Linked DNA regions of Gossypium hirsutum: region 2 is linked to region 1. The links are chromatin contacts, called in public Hi-C maps. All regions are on one chromosome and are shown on one strand. Each heading gives the region's core, a stretch centred on a gene start, on an enhancer-like site or on the middle of the called end of the contact. The rest is flanking DNA. Distances are from core to core; before and after follow the strand shown. Region 1 holds the start of LOC107916588 (ABC transporter B family member 26, chloroplastic). Region 2 overlaps LOC107916586 (alpha-glucan water dikinase, chloroplastic).

Region 1 (6,675 bases), core at 1,226-3,725:
TAGATGGATGTGCGAGCATTGCATAACTGCCAATCACTCTTAGGCTCTTTTCCAATAAGTATTGTTGTGGACACTTAGTAGTTTTTCGGTAGGACTCTTGAGAGAATCTGCTAGGTAGGAATCTTAAAATAGAAGTTGTGGAAGTAGGACTTTATTTATTTTCTTTAATTATTGTAATCTCTATTTAAAGGGATGATAAACAAAACAAAGGTACGTTGAATTTTATCAAATAAATAAGATTTGGGTTTCTCTCAAACAAGTCCTAAAGGTTTCAGTCTCCCTTTAATGGGATGAACTATCAATCCCAAATTCACGGTTGTGACACATTTTTAGTTAAACTGTCTCTTCCTCGAACCCTCTAAAACCTACCATGTGACTTTGCAACATCTAATTAACATTAATAGCATTCAGATATATCCTCTACTCAGCACTTTTCTTTAATTTCCTTCATATGCATCCATTTAATCATAATTACTACCTTTTATGATATATTTTAAGTAAACTAGCTTCAATTTAAAGTGAGGATACTCTTAAAATCTTACATGCCATAGACCGTCATAATTGCTGCTAGACTAGAGCATATCACCAATGTACATAAACCAAGTGGCCATGACAAAATCAGCAAGTAGATCAAGGCACCTGTCCCCTAAAAGAAGAATGAAATGCTGATGAGATTCCCACCATTCCAGCAAAGTTGAACCGATTAATTATTTGATCAATGACAAACCTGAAGAACATTCCGCATAATAAGATTAAGATCATTCCCAATCACACGGGACACTTGTTGACAATCTGAACCAAGCCTACTTGTTAAATCACCAACTGTTTCACCATCAAAAAAGGATATTTCCTGCACAAAATATGATGCGAAAACTAAAGGTATATACCTGTATGCCTAACAGCAAGCAAACATTTGAAGCAAGTAGAGTTTTTATATATTCAGAACCTGAAGAAGAAGAGACGAATACAGTGTTTCTCTCATTCGCTTAACCTGTTGATATCACATGAACAAGTAAGGCTTAAGTCACTCCAAGGAAAGAAATGTTGATCATCACTAAATACACACTCAAAAATGGAAATTAAAAATTGAATAATGGTTCCCATGAAACAACCCCAAAAAACAGGGCCCTATGTGAAAACCAGACAAGGCATCGGAGATTAAATAGTAAAAGCATGATAAGAAACTCACCAGGATCATATTTGCAATGCCAAAGCAGCATCCTCGCAGACCACTGAAATTCAAGCAAACACAGCAAAGCCTAAGCAGCTGTTACCTTTTCCTTCATAAAAGCTCAAATTCCAATAAAAATATTTAAAACTTTTACAATCACTGGAAACTAAGCAATGGTGAATCCTTTTAAGCATCAATACAGGCAAACAATTAAGGGAAAAAATCATTGACTAATAGAAGCGCGACTTCAGATTAGCTTCGTTGCGACCACAAGAAAAGGACAATCCCATGTTTAGTATGGCAACTTAATATAGAAGGGAGATTTGACCATACTAGATTTTGACCTGCATATTCCTGCGGTAACACATATCATAATCAGATTGCGTACATTCCTGTGGAACACTGCTATTTCATGATTCTGTGCCGAAAATATTGTTGCGGTCAAGTAATGCGGGATAGATATTTCCGAAAGCTGAACCAATACATGCACCAAACAGTTGATCAGGAAAAAAAAATCTCACTGGCAGCTAAAGTTATAATTTCAACAAACAAGATAATAACTAATAAATTATCAGAAATCATTAACCACAATGGATCTTACAGCAGCCACAATAAGGGTAGAAAAAGCAGCGAAAATGACCAAACGATCTTTAGCAATCAATTGCCACATTCGACTAAGCGCCCTCCAAACCGTCACTGGTTTGGCCATGAATTTAATCTCCACATCTTCGGAGAAGCTCCACCAGCTCCCTCCTGGTAACATCGATCGAAGAAAATCAATCCATTTCCGAATTCTGCCTCGCAACTCGACATTCTCTACGGAATGCTCTTCCTCAAAATGATCTAGATTCGTCTCTAGCGAGAATCCGTTAATCGAAGACGATTTTAAAGGAGCTAAGCGATGGCTAATCCTCTTAAAACAAATCGAGACCTCAGGACTCCTGGAAAATCGGAGAGTCCGGCGGTTAACGAAATGAAACAGTCGCTGGTAATGAGCCGAAGAACGATAGCCAGGATGTAACTTCGCGTTGCAGCAAAGAGGAAGGGCCATTGGACGGAGTAATAATGGAGGGAGTTTGTTTGGGGATAAAGCTAAATGTTTTTAAAATCTTTAGCTTCTGGCCCATGTGCACTTGCCAAGAAACGCCTCCGATTTTAAGGCAATTGAAATAAATGATAATTCAGGGATGATGTTTTAATTGACACAAATTCTCGCGCGTGCTTACATTTCTGGAAGTGCGCGCGTTGGAAGATTTTTTTCCTGTTTCGTTATGAACGTTTTCTGTGAAGTGGATGGTCTCGTCGTGTTGAATTCCACACCGTTAGATCTGCCCCAATAAAACGACAGCGTTGCCTGGAGGACATGGGAGAAATTATTTCCGATGACGTGTTTGAACGGATTAAGCTTTTTGGTCTCCACACACGACACTCGTCTTACGTAGTAACGTAGCGCCACGTTAACATTCTTTTGACGGTATCACCCTCACGGATCTCATATATTATCCTCAAACATTCTAAACATTTAAGGCGAATGGAAGGATAATCTAGTCATTAAGATAGAAAGAAACAACCTTCTAAAAATATCTTCACGTTCACGGCGGCTTACTGGAACCCGGTACATATTATTACCCTTCTTTTCTCTCTCTCGGAATCGGACTCCAGCCATGGCTGTGGTTCTTGGAAATTTGGCTTTGTTACTTGACGTGACATCTGCGAGGACCGTTACAACGGACCGAAAATCTCGTCCCTTGGCGATCGACGTCGTTTTGAATCTGCAGAAGAGGGATCCGCATTTCTCCCACGTTTCTCTTCCCAACAAGAGCCAACTCGACTACTGGGACGGGGAGAATCGGGCACCCCGTGCCGTGGCTCGTGGCAAAGCGAATTCGAAAGTAAAGGCGGTGGATTTTGACGCGGCGTCCAGTGACGACGATGAGAACGGCAACGGATTTGAGGAGGAAGAGGAGGAGTACGATTGGGAGAACGAAATGAGGAAGAGAGTTAAAGAAATTGAGGAGATGAGGGAATTGGAGAAGAAAGCAGAGGAGCTGCAGAGTAAAGCGGAAGCAGAGGAAACTGAAGGTGAAGGTGAAGGTGCAGGTAGAGAAGAAACCGAGGAGGAAAAGAGGATGAGAGTGAGAAAAGAGCTCGAAAAGGTTTTGCCTTCGTCTCTCTTCCCTTGCTACATAAATAGAACTAATCCTCTACTTCTTTTTTCGGTTTTCCTTCCAATTTTGTATTAGAGATTCAAAGTTTATGGATGCCTGTGTGAGAACAGGTGGCTAAGGAGCAGGCAGAGAGGAGAGCTACGGCACAATTGATGTTCGAATTGGGCCAAAAGGCTTACGGAAAAGGCATGTACGGACGTGCCATTGAATTTCTTGAAGGTGCTCTCACGATCATTCCCAGGCCAACGTTATTTGGCGGTGAGGTTGGTTGATACTTGATATTACCCTATAAGATAAGGCGGAAATTTGAGGAACTTCGATGGCCCTGTATTGAAATCCATGTTTGAACCAAACCCCCCCCCCCAAAAAAAACAAAAAATAAAAATAAAAATTGCCAAAGACTAATAGACTTTTTTTTTTCGCCCATTTGCGGGTATCAGATTCAAATATGGCTGGCTATGGCTTATGAGGCGAATAACCGCCATGCGGACTGCATTGCTCTGTACCAGCAATTAGAGAAGAAGCACCCTAGTGTGAGCATTCGACGGCAAGCTGCTGATCTCCGCTACATTTTGCAAGCACCCAAACTCAAGATATCCCAGGAAGAGATGGTTACAATACCGCTGATTGGTTCTAGTTACGACAGGTATATGCTTTTGGCCTTTGGATATATATAAAATAATGGTGCAATAGACTTTAATAACACTTGCTTTTATGATGTTTACCAGCAGTTCATTTCAGTTCTCTTTTTGCATCTAAACTGGGATATTTTAGTTGTTGCCCTGTTGTTTTGCGATTAAGGTACTGCACATATTTTATTCCTCAGCCAGTCTCATCTGTTCAACTGGCAATGGCGTCTGATACTATTGAGTTCTGAGAATATTATAGGGGTTCTAGTCCCTGTCCGTACTTCATAGATTCTTGATACTTTATGAACATACAACGATTAAATGGAAGCAAGAATGTTCTTTTTGTAGGCAATCTTTTTTTACCACTAACTATATATAAATATGAATTATTTCAAAACGTTCAGCTATGCAGCGACATGGACTGACAAGTACAAGGACAAAGATCAGAAGACAAGCGGATCAACAACCAATCAGTTTCCCTCCTCCAGAGACTTTCTGGCTGATTTTCTGGTGTGGCGACCTCCTGTTGGACTGGAGAAGAACAGAGCATTTTGGGTTGCTTTGACTTTATGGTTTGGCTTGGTGGGAGCTGCCGTTTTACTACAAAGATGAATCATCCAGAACGGACTCCATAATTATTGTTGTTGTTGGATTATGATATATGTTCATTTAATTATTTATCGTGCCTTGTTAATTTGATGTATGTATAAAGCAAAAGGATGTGTTCCTTAATGATTTACAAGCACACTTGTGATCTGTCATCTATGGCTGGATATCGAATTGGGTATGGTTATTTCTTTGTACAAACAATTCCTTACTACGAAACCATAAACAAGTCCAAGCGAAACGATGTGTTCCGTAGTGATTTACAAGCACCTTTTCCCCCTTTGTCAAATGATGGAACTCCATACTCTTTTTGACTAGATAATAGTTTGATAAAAAAATATTTCAATTGAAATCACCCTCTTAACACTGATTAATCACTTCAGGACTTCCTAATATAAATATTTTATTTGATTTGTTCTTTTATTCCAATTACTTTTAGGACATTCAAAATTGATGCTTGTGAACTTTTACTCCGGTCGGTTCAATATTTTATTCTGATTTTTATAAACTATGACACCGTAAATTAGTTATATATGTTAAAAATTGTTGTGCATAAAATATGTTGAACCAATTAAAATGTAGAATTAAATCATACAATACACTGCAAATAAAAAAAACTGAAAACTGAAAAAACCAATCAAAATCTACCTTCACTCATGTTGGGGGCATGAATGTAAGAATATTTTACTTTGATTGGAATTTAAAATAAAAATTTTATGTATAATTTCTTGGTTGAGGAGTGTACTTTTCATTTGATAGATTCTAAAAAGGCATGAAATTATGGTGGTTTATTCCACACCGATTTCAGTCATTTTGATTGGTATGCATTGTTCTAGTGCTAAATGAAATATTAAATGATTCTTTTTGTATCAATAAAAATATTAATCTATATTAGTCGCAATGACCCGTTTCGACCAATTTTAACCATATCGAATAGAACTTGAGACACCGACTGATGCATTAACCAATTTTTAATTTTTTATAGTTTGTTTTGTTTGAAACTTTGAAAAATCAACACTTGCATTAACAATATCAACTACCTTGCATGAAACTATGTTGTGCAAAGCTTAAACACGTGGACTTTTTATGCACAGAACACTTGACAAATCTGTCCAGCAAGTTCCAATTTCACAAAGCAATTGATTTATATATGTCTCATAAAGAAACTGAGAGTAGACGTGGTCACAGGCACCAATTCGGGCATGCTACTTTTCTTATGGTGCTGAAGAGATTATAATAATCTCTCTTTAGGCATACTTTAACATTTGGTTCATGATTGTTTGAGTCTACACTCAAAATACAAGAATATCTAGGATCCGTCTCACTTAAAGCATAAATATTTTTAGGAAAAAGTTTATTATTATAAATATTACAAATCGACTCAATTTTTATAATTTTAATTTTTCACTGTGATTGAAAATCGTTTTTCTAAATTGAATTTTTTCAATAATATATATATGTTCATATAATGAATATTGTTAGGAAGGGAACTCACGAAAAACTCTTGCAGATAGTCACATCTAGAGGTATTCATGGGTCGGGCCAAGCCGGGTTCGGGCCGGGCTCAACAAAAAAGTCATGCCCATTCTGGCTCGAGCCCAAAAAATAGGCCTAAAATTTTGCCCAAACCCGATCCGGATAAAAATACTAAAACCCGGGCCCGGCTCGGCCCGCCTGTATTAATTTTTTATATTATTTTTAAATATATATAATACATTAAAAGTACTAAAAACATCAAAATAAATATTTTCCAACAAATTAAAAATAAATTTTAAAAAATATATAGACTTAAATAACACTAAGATAGATGCAACTTAACAAGTAAATGCCTCTAAAATAATAAAAAATTAACAAATGCCTTTAAAATAATAAAAAAATTAACAATAAAATAAGTTTTATACAATATCCAAACAATAACAACAAAATAGTAGTAACATAATAATAAAATGGTAGCAAAATAGGGAGAAAACAACAAGAAAATAACATTCAAAAATAAAATAAAAATGCAGATTTTTTTGTCCTTTAGTGAATTCGGGCCGGCCCAGGCTAAAAATACCTTACCCGACGCCCGACCCATTTTTTAGACGGGCATTTTTTTTGC
Region 2 (6,675 bases), core at 2,819-5,318, 120 kb before region 1:
TTGTTCTTTTCAAGAGAGACCGATCACTATGTGTAAACTTTGAGTGGGCTGCACGAGCTTGGACTATGCTAGAGAGTTGGGCGTTTCTTGGGCAGTCACAAAGCTTCTTAATGTCCGGAACGACCCCTATAAGGTTCAAACCTTGGACATGTTCAGTATTTACATGTTAATATAATATCATATACAAAGATGAGTAGTAGTTTGTGGTTTACCCGCATCTTTTAGTGTAGAGGTTTAAATTCCAGTACTTGCAACTGCAAGTTTCCCTTTTGGTATTTAGCCCTTTTTCTGCCAAATTATATTATATATATCTTCATAATAAAAAAATAAACAAAAACAATTACTTTATAAATAAAAGATAAATTTAATATAAAATAATTAATTCAAAATTTTAGTAGTTACACAGTATATAATTTTGTTTTAGTAAAAGAATGATGATAAATATAAAAATAATGATGAAAAATTACCTGAAAATATATTATATTCAAAATCTAATATAATTTTAAGTTAAAATTTTATAATATTAGTTAATATATAAAATATAATTTTAAAAATAACTTATTAATTAATATTACTATTAAGTACCATCATTAATATTGTAAAATATTAGCCCAATTAATATTAATAATTAATAATTACATAAGATTTTAAATAGAGTTACGTAATAATTCCAGTTATAACTGTAAAACATATATTCAATAGGTGTTGTGACCCACACCCAAGGTTTGAACCTTGAGACACACCCTCCTCTCCCAGAGTATCAGAAAAAGAAATTCTATGCATTAATAGAATCATAAACTGCCCTTTATTGTTCTTTAATTTTTTTTAATAATATAAAATTATTAATTTTTTTGATACAATAGAATCACAAACTCACACACCCATTTAAATTGGGCCTGTGGATTGATCCCACAACCTTGGGGATATGGTGAACTCCTTTGACCAATAGGTCAAATGCTGGGGTTCATATAAAATTGTTAATTATAATACTCGTTAATACAATTTAAAATATATATTCTGTAATAATTTACATTAATATGATTATACATTATGTTCAATAATATTATTTTAATAATATTAAATTCTTAGGAAGTGGATCAAAAGTTGCAAATTTTGAAGAAGAAATTAGGAGGAGGAGACTTTGGTGCACTTGAGGAAATCCGTCAGACGGTTCTGCAGCTGAGGGCACCATCCCAATTGGTATGTATTTTAGTAGTTGAACTTGAGATGTTTCTTCTGCTAAGATTTCAATGCTTACTTGATAGCAATCATAGCATCATCAGCTTGAAACAATATTTTGTTGAGTTCTTCTCTGGATGAGAAGTTTTTGATTGTCCAAAAGAAAATTTTCCCTTCTGCATTCTCCTACAGTTGTATCTCTATGTGAATCTGAATTTTCTCAATAATTTTTTGCCTCCCTAAGTTTATTGCATCTAAGAAATTGATTGCACTTCTGGCTAGGAGATTTCTTTCACAGGCAGTTGATCAGATTTATTTCAATTTCTCATTTATCTTCAGGTGCAAGAGCTGAAGACCAAGATGCTGACTTCTGGCATGCCTTGGCCTGGAGATGAAGGTGAGCAGAGGTGGGAGCAAGCATGGACTGCTATAAAGAAGGTATACGATTTTTTCTGCAAAGAAGGAGCTTATGCCTCTAACACCATGTTTAGATAAACAATTATAAAGGAAAAGAAAGGAAAAATGTAAAGGGAGGAATGTTATGGAAAGGAAAGAAAACAATACGTTATGATTTTTCTTCCAATTATATCCTTTTTATAAAACAATTTATAAAAGATTAGAAGGACAAAAAGTATGTTTCACGTCCAATTTTCTTTTCAAGGGAAAGTAATGGATACTCAACTTTCTTTACTTTCCCGTGTTTAAATAAAATAACTTATCCAAACGAGATAAAGGTTCTTGTTTTCCTTCCCTTTACTTTGATCCTAACATAGGATAAATTTTGATTTCTACAACATGCCACTTCATTCGAATAGTGTTTTATCTGTAATCATACTAGGATCACAATGAGTAATGTCATTGTCCTTTACGTTTTACTTGCATCCAAACAGGAGAAGGATGCCTTTTGTCTTTCTCTGCATTTTAGTTTTTTTCTCCAATTTCCTTTTCCTAAAATTCTGTGATCCATACACTATGTTTCTTTTAGCATTCAGCCACGTTAACTTTTTACCTGTAACTAGGTCTTTCAAAATTTGTTCCTTCTATTCACATAGTTCTTAATTTAATTGTTTTGCTGGCTTGTAGTCACAGATTTCCATTTTGATCTATAGCACTGACATATTTGTTTTATGCTTTCAATCTAGGTATGGGCTTCAAAATGGAATGAGAGAGCATATTTCAGCACCAGGAAAGTCAAACTAGATCACGACTACCTCTGTATGGCTGTCCTGGTTCAGGAAGTAATCAATGCTGACTATGCATTTGTTATTCATACTACTAATCCATCGTCAGGGGACACTTCAGAGATCTATGCTGAGGTATGCATCAGCATTTATCAATTTTCTATCATGATCTCCTGTCATTTGTTCCCCTTGAGGAAGAAAAAGGAATTATTTGATTTCTGTTTGACTTAGGTTGTCAAGGGACTTGGAGAAACTCTTGTTGGAGCTTATCCAGGTCGTGCTTTGAGTTTTGTTTGCAAGAAAAACAATCTCAACTCTCCTCAGGTAAAACATGCCTACATATTTAATACTGGGTACAATTAACGAAGTAATGCAGAATAAGATTAACCATCAATACAATTCCCTTACCATCATATCATTGAAAAAATTATATTTGATCACAAAGCAACTAATCATATTCTCCACTAACGATTTCCGACATATTTCAGGTTTTGGGATATCCAAGCAAACCAATTGGTCTCTTCATAAGGCGTTCCATTATCTTCCGATCTGATTCTAATGGTGAAGATCTAGAAGGTTATGCAGGTGCTGGCCTTTATGACAGGTAATCTCCTTCCAAACTTCCTTGCAGAAAGCGTGCAGTGTGCTTATTATTTGATGTGTTTGATTTTTCCTTTTGTTGGGACTGTACTGTCCTTAAATGGAAAACTGTTCCATCTTCCGAATTGTTAGTGATCAATGTCTATTATTTTATTCTTCCGGAGATGCACATGAAGTGAACATTTACGGCTGAAGGAAGCAGGGTCCAATCTGCCTTATTGTTTTTCATGCAAAGGGCATGGTTAGATTTTTATGTAGTAACTGCTTTTCTAGAGCCTAGAGGAATCTCCAGATGGCCAATACTAACGCCACTAAAAGTCTAGCACTTGTTCTTGGTCTTGCAATTTGGTCTAACAAAGAAAGTTACTTATCATATGATCTTGTTCCCCTAATTCTTTTTAAAAGAAACTTTTGCACGGACGCTTAATAACACCAATCTTTTTTGTGCAGTGTGCCAATGGATGAAGAAGAGAAAGTGGTGGTTGATTACTCATCGGACCCGTTGATAAATGATGGCAAGTTTCAACAAGCAATCCTTTCTAGCATTGCTGGTGCAGGAAATGCCGTAGAGGAACTGTATGGATCTCCACAAGACATAGAAGGTGTGATCAGAGATGGGAAGGTGTATGTTGTCCAGACAAGACCCCAGATGTGATCCTCTCATTTGTTTCTTTTTAGTATAATAATTATATTCTTTGGGCAGTGTTTTTTTGCCTATGCCGACGTTGTAAAATGAGTAAAACATACAACACTGAAGAAGAGGTGAAAATGAAATAGAAACAAAATGTATAAAGAAAGAATAAATATTCTAAATCGCAGAACTAATAACTTGTTTGTACGTGTATGCATACATTATATGAAGATGTTTCCTGGGGTCCTATTCTATCTACTCTTAAATTTAGACCTTTTACTTCTTTTCTTTTAGTTGACAAGATTATTAGAGAAATTTTATTCTATTCAGATATTGGATTATTTAGTATTTTTAAAATTAAAAATTAGCTTATGATGGAAGGATTAAATTTTAAGTGGGGGAGGAGTACAGGGATTGGGAGAGCTAGACTGAGAATCGTCCGACTACCAGTTTTGGTCGGAGCAAAACGCAAGTTTTGTTCATGTGGGCCTAAACACATTCATTTGTAGTTAAATTAATCAAGGTATGATGCCAAGAAACAGCCCTATCATCTGCCCATCCTACTTGCGGGACAATGTTTTTACCCAACTTAATATTAAAATTATCCTAAAATATATAATTATTATTAATTTTTAAGGACATATAAATATTATATACACTCAATCATATATGATATCTTTTTTAATTTAATTTTATTTAAACTACTTAAAAATAATTGAAAATTTGGAAAAGAGAATGTCAACATGTTGAAACTATTTGCAGGAACAATATTAATCAAAAGTGAAATTTGAAAATATTGAAATCAATTGTTAAACATTAAAAAACTGATAAAAATTATAAAAATGACGAAAATAGAAAAACTGAAACCAGTCATCAAAAATTAAAAAGCCTAGAAAAATATTAGAAACTGGAATTTGGGATGATTAAATTAAAAAAAAACTAAAAGTTATTTGAAAATTATAAAATAAGAAAACATGTTTATTTATTTATTAAAATTTTTAAAATTTTTACTAATTTAATTAAAGTTAAGTTAGAGAAAATACTAAGTATGGTGAAGTGTATAATGATAAATTTACATTTTTAAAAGTTGATGTGAAATTATTTGACTGGTGCTTAAAATTTCTAGTTGTTAAGATCATCTAAATATAATTTATTTTTTTATAAATGATAATAATGTTAAAAAATTATACAAATTTAATAAAAAATAATTTTTTTTCAAGTTATTAAAATTTGAAATTATAAATATAGTTTTAAATTATTAAATTCTTTTTCAATTATTATCATTATACATAATTAATAAATTTTATTCAAACATAATTTTTTATTATTCTGAGCAAATATAACTTATTTTGGTCTAAATTTAGTAACAAATAAATTAATCTATTAAAGGTATGGACTTAATTTAACATGCTAATTGCATAATCAACAAAATGTGACGGACCAAATCTGGGATTAGCCCATTATCCATTCCTCCAAGGTGTCATTATGCCAATATCCATAGACACTCTTTTTATGCATAGGTATATAGATTTGAGAGTTTAGTTGAAGATATTAAATTAATAATTATATTATTTCCAAAATTAACTGTTTGAAAAAGGTCTCGTTGGCTCCAATTAACTTTAATTTTTAAAATAAAATTGTATTGAGAAATAATTAAAAATAACATGTTTTGACGATTTTCAGTCCAAATTATTTGACGATTCCTTGATTTTTGTCTGTTAGATATTAGTCCTGTAGGTCCATTTGAATGGGCGCTAAGTTTTAGTGAGGTTAAAAACGAAAAATAGTCTGCTCTTGGTAGCACGTCCTCTGTCTGCTCTTGGTAGCATTTTTGGTTTTATTTTGTCTTTTAGTATTCTTGTGCTTGTTTTTTTTTTTTGAAGTTTTGTTTTGTCTTTTTAAAGTTTTTTTTTTACGTTAGTTATGGAGAGAAGACAAGATAGAGAAGGAAATGGAAGGCTTAAATCTTGAAGATGAAGAAGATATTGAAATTTCGTTGCTAATAGATCGGGAGGCACAAAAATCGACTTACGAGTTCTGTTTGGTTGGTTGTTTATTAACATCAAGTATTGTTTATTTCCTAGCTATGAAAAATACTACGGTAAATCTTTGGCATCCCTTAACGGGAGTACTGATCTCAGATTTTGGAGAAAAAATGTTTCTTTTCAAGTTTTTCCATGAGATGGATATCAAGTGTGTAATGGAAGGGGCCCATGGACTTTCAATAATCACTTGTTGATTTATCATCGTTTAGAGAAAATGAAAACCCGATGCAAGTTCCTCTGGTATTTTCACCTTTACGAGTTCAGGTTAATGATCTTCCCCTTGGTTTCTTTCCAGAAAGTGTGGCAAACCAAATGGGGAATTTTGTTGGATGTTTTGTGGAGTACAATGCGAAACCTCTGAGTAGAGGATTCATGAGTTTCTTGCGTTTTAGAGTAGATATGGATATCAGGAAGCCATTGAAAAGAAAAAAGAAGATCATGTTATCCTCATCAAATTCAACTTATGTCTCCTTTTGATATGAGAGGCTGACTTTATTTCATTTTCTCTGCGAGCGATTGGGACATAATGATAAATTTTGCCTTGTCCGATTAACAAAGGGGGACGAGGTTTTGGAGTTGGGATAGAACTCAAATCTGAAAGCACAATCTAGAAGAGTTGTGGTTGAGAATAGCGTCTGGTTTAGGAGGTAAGGGATGACGAATTTTGGGAAAAAAATCTAACAAGCCATCATTTGGGGAGAAATCAAGGAGAGAATGTTAGGAGAGATTTAAAGAAGAAAATAAATCCAATCTTGGGATTTAATTTGGAGGGATTTACTAAAAAAAATATAAATGAATTCTATAGGATCTTCCAATGGTGTAGGCCAATTTGAAATGGACCATGATATTGAGGAAAGCCCTATTGCACAGTTGGATGGAAAGAAAATGCATAGCATAGTCTTTTTGGACTCTAGCATTTTAGGAATGGAAGATTCGATGGGTACCGCGAATGAGCAAAATAATGTTTGTTCCCTTACCGGAAACCATGAAAATGATAAGTTAGAACGTTAGCGAATTGGGGAGTACACGAGCGATTCGA

Evidence for each region. Hi-C and Micro-C count contacts between places; a contact is called where the count stands out from the background.
Region 2: a Hi-C map of leaf shows a contact between it and region 1, with 2.6 times the contacts expected there. The contact joins the enhancer-like site here to the promoter of LOC107916588 in region 1. A contact is called at or near these places in 9 of 34 Hi-C or Micro-C datasets (anther, callus, hypocotyl and 1 more).

The regions. Positions count from the first base shown.
Region 1 is chrA01:100,656,180-100,662,854 of Gossypium_hirsutum_v2.1, reverse strand. LOC107916588 (ABC transporter B family member 26, chloroplastic) reads right to left here and starts at 2,475. Exons shown (of 18, transcript XM_016845870.2): 1 at 1,773-2,475; 2 at 1,516-1,643; 3 at 1,190-1,232; 4 at 947-991; 5 at 728-850; 6 at 543-646. The coding sequence starts at 2,222. It overlaps LOC107916589, which reads left to right and starts at 2,796. Exons shown (of 4, transcript XM_016845871.2): 1 at 2,796-3,327; 2 at 3,450-3,602; 3 at 3,780-3,985; 4 at 4,373-4,729. The coding sequence starts at 2,836. The coding sequence ends at 4,580.
Region 2 is chrA01:100,776,509-100,783,183 of Gossypium_hirsutum_v2.1, reverse strand. It overlaps LOC107916586 (alpha-glucan water dikinase, chloroplastic), which reads left to right. Exons shown (of 36, transcript XM_016845865.2): 31 at 1,090-1,200; 32 at 1,519-1,617; 33 at 2,322-2,495; 34 at 2,592-2,684; 35 at 2,849-2,964; 36 at 3,411-3,838. The coding sequence ends at 3,615. Among protein-coding and RNA genes, the nearest start is that of LOC107916586, 14 kb to the left of the region's middle. Within about 2 kb of position 4,068, at least 2 of the 9 cell types and tissues checked have an H3K27ac peak or open chromatin away from gene starts, as enhancers often do. A contact at or near this core is called in leaf, where this site is marked.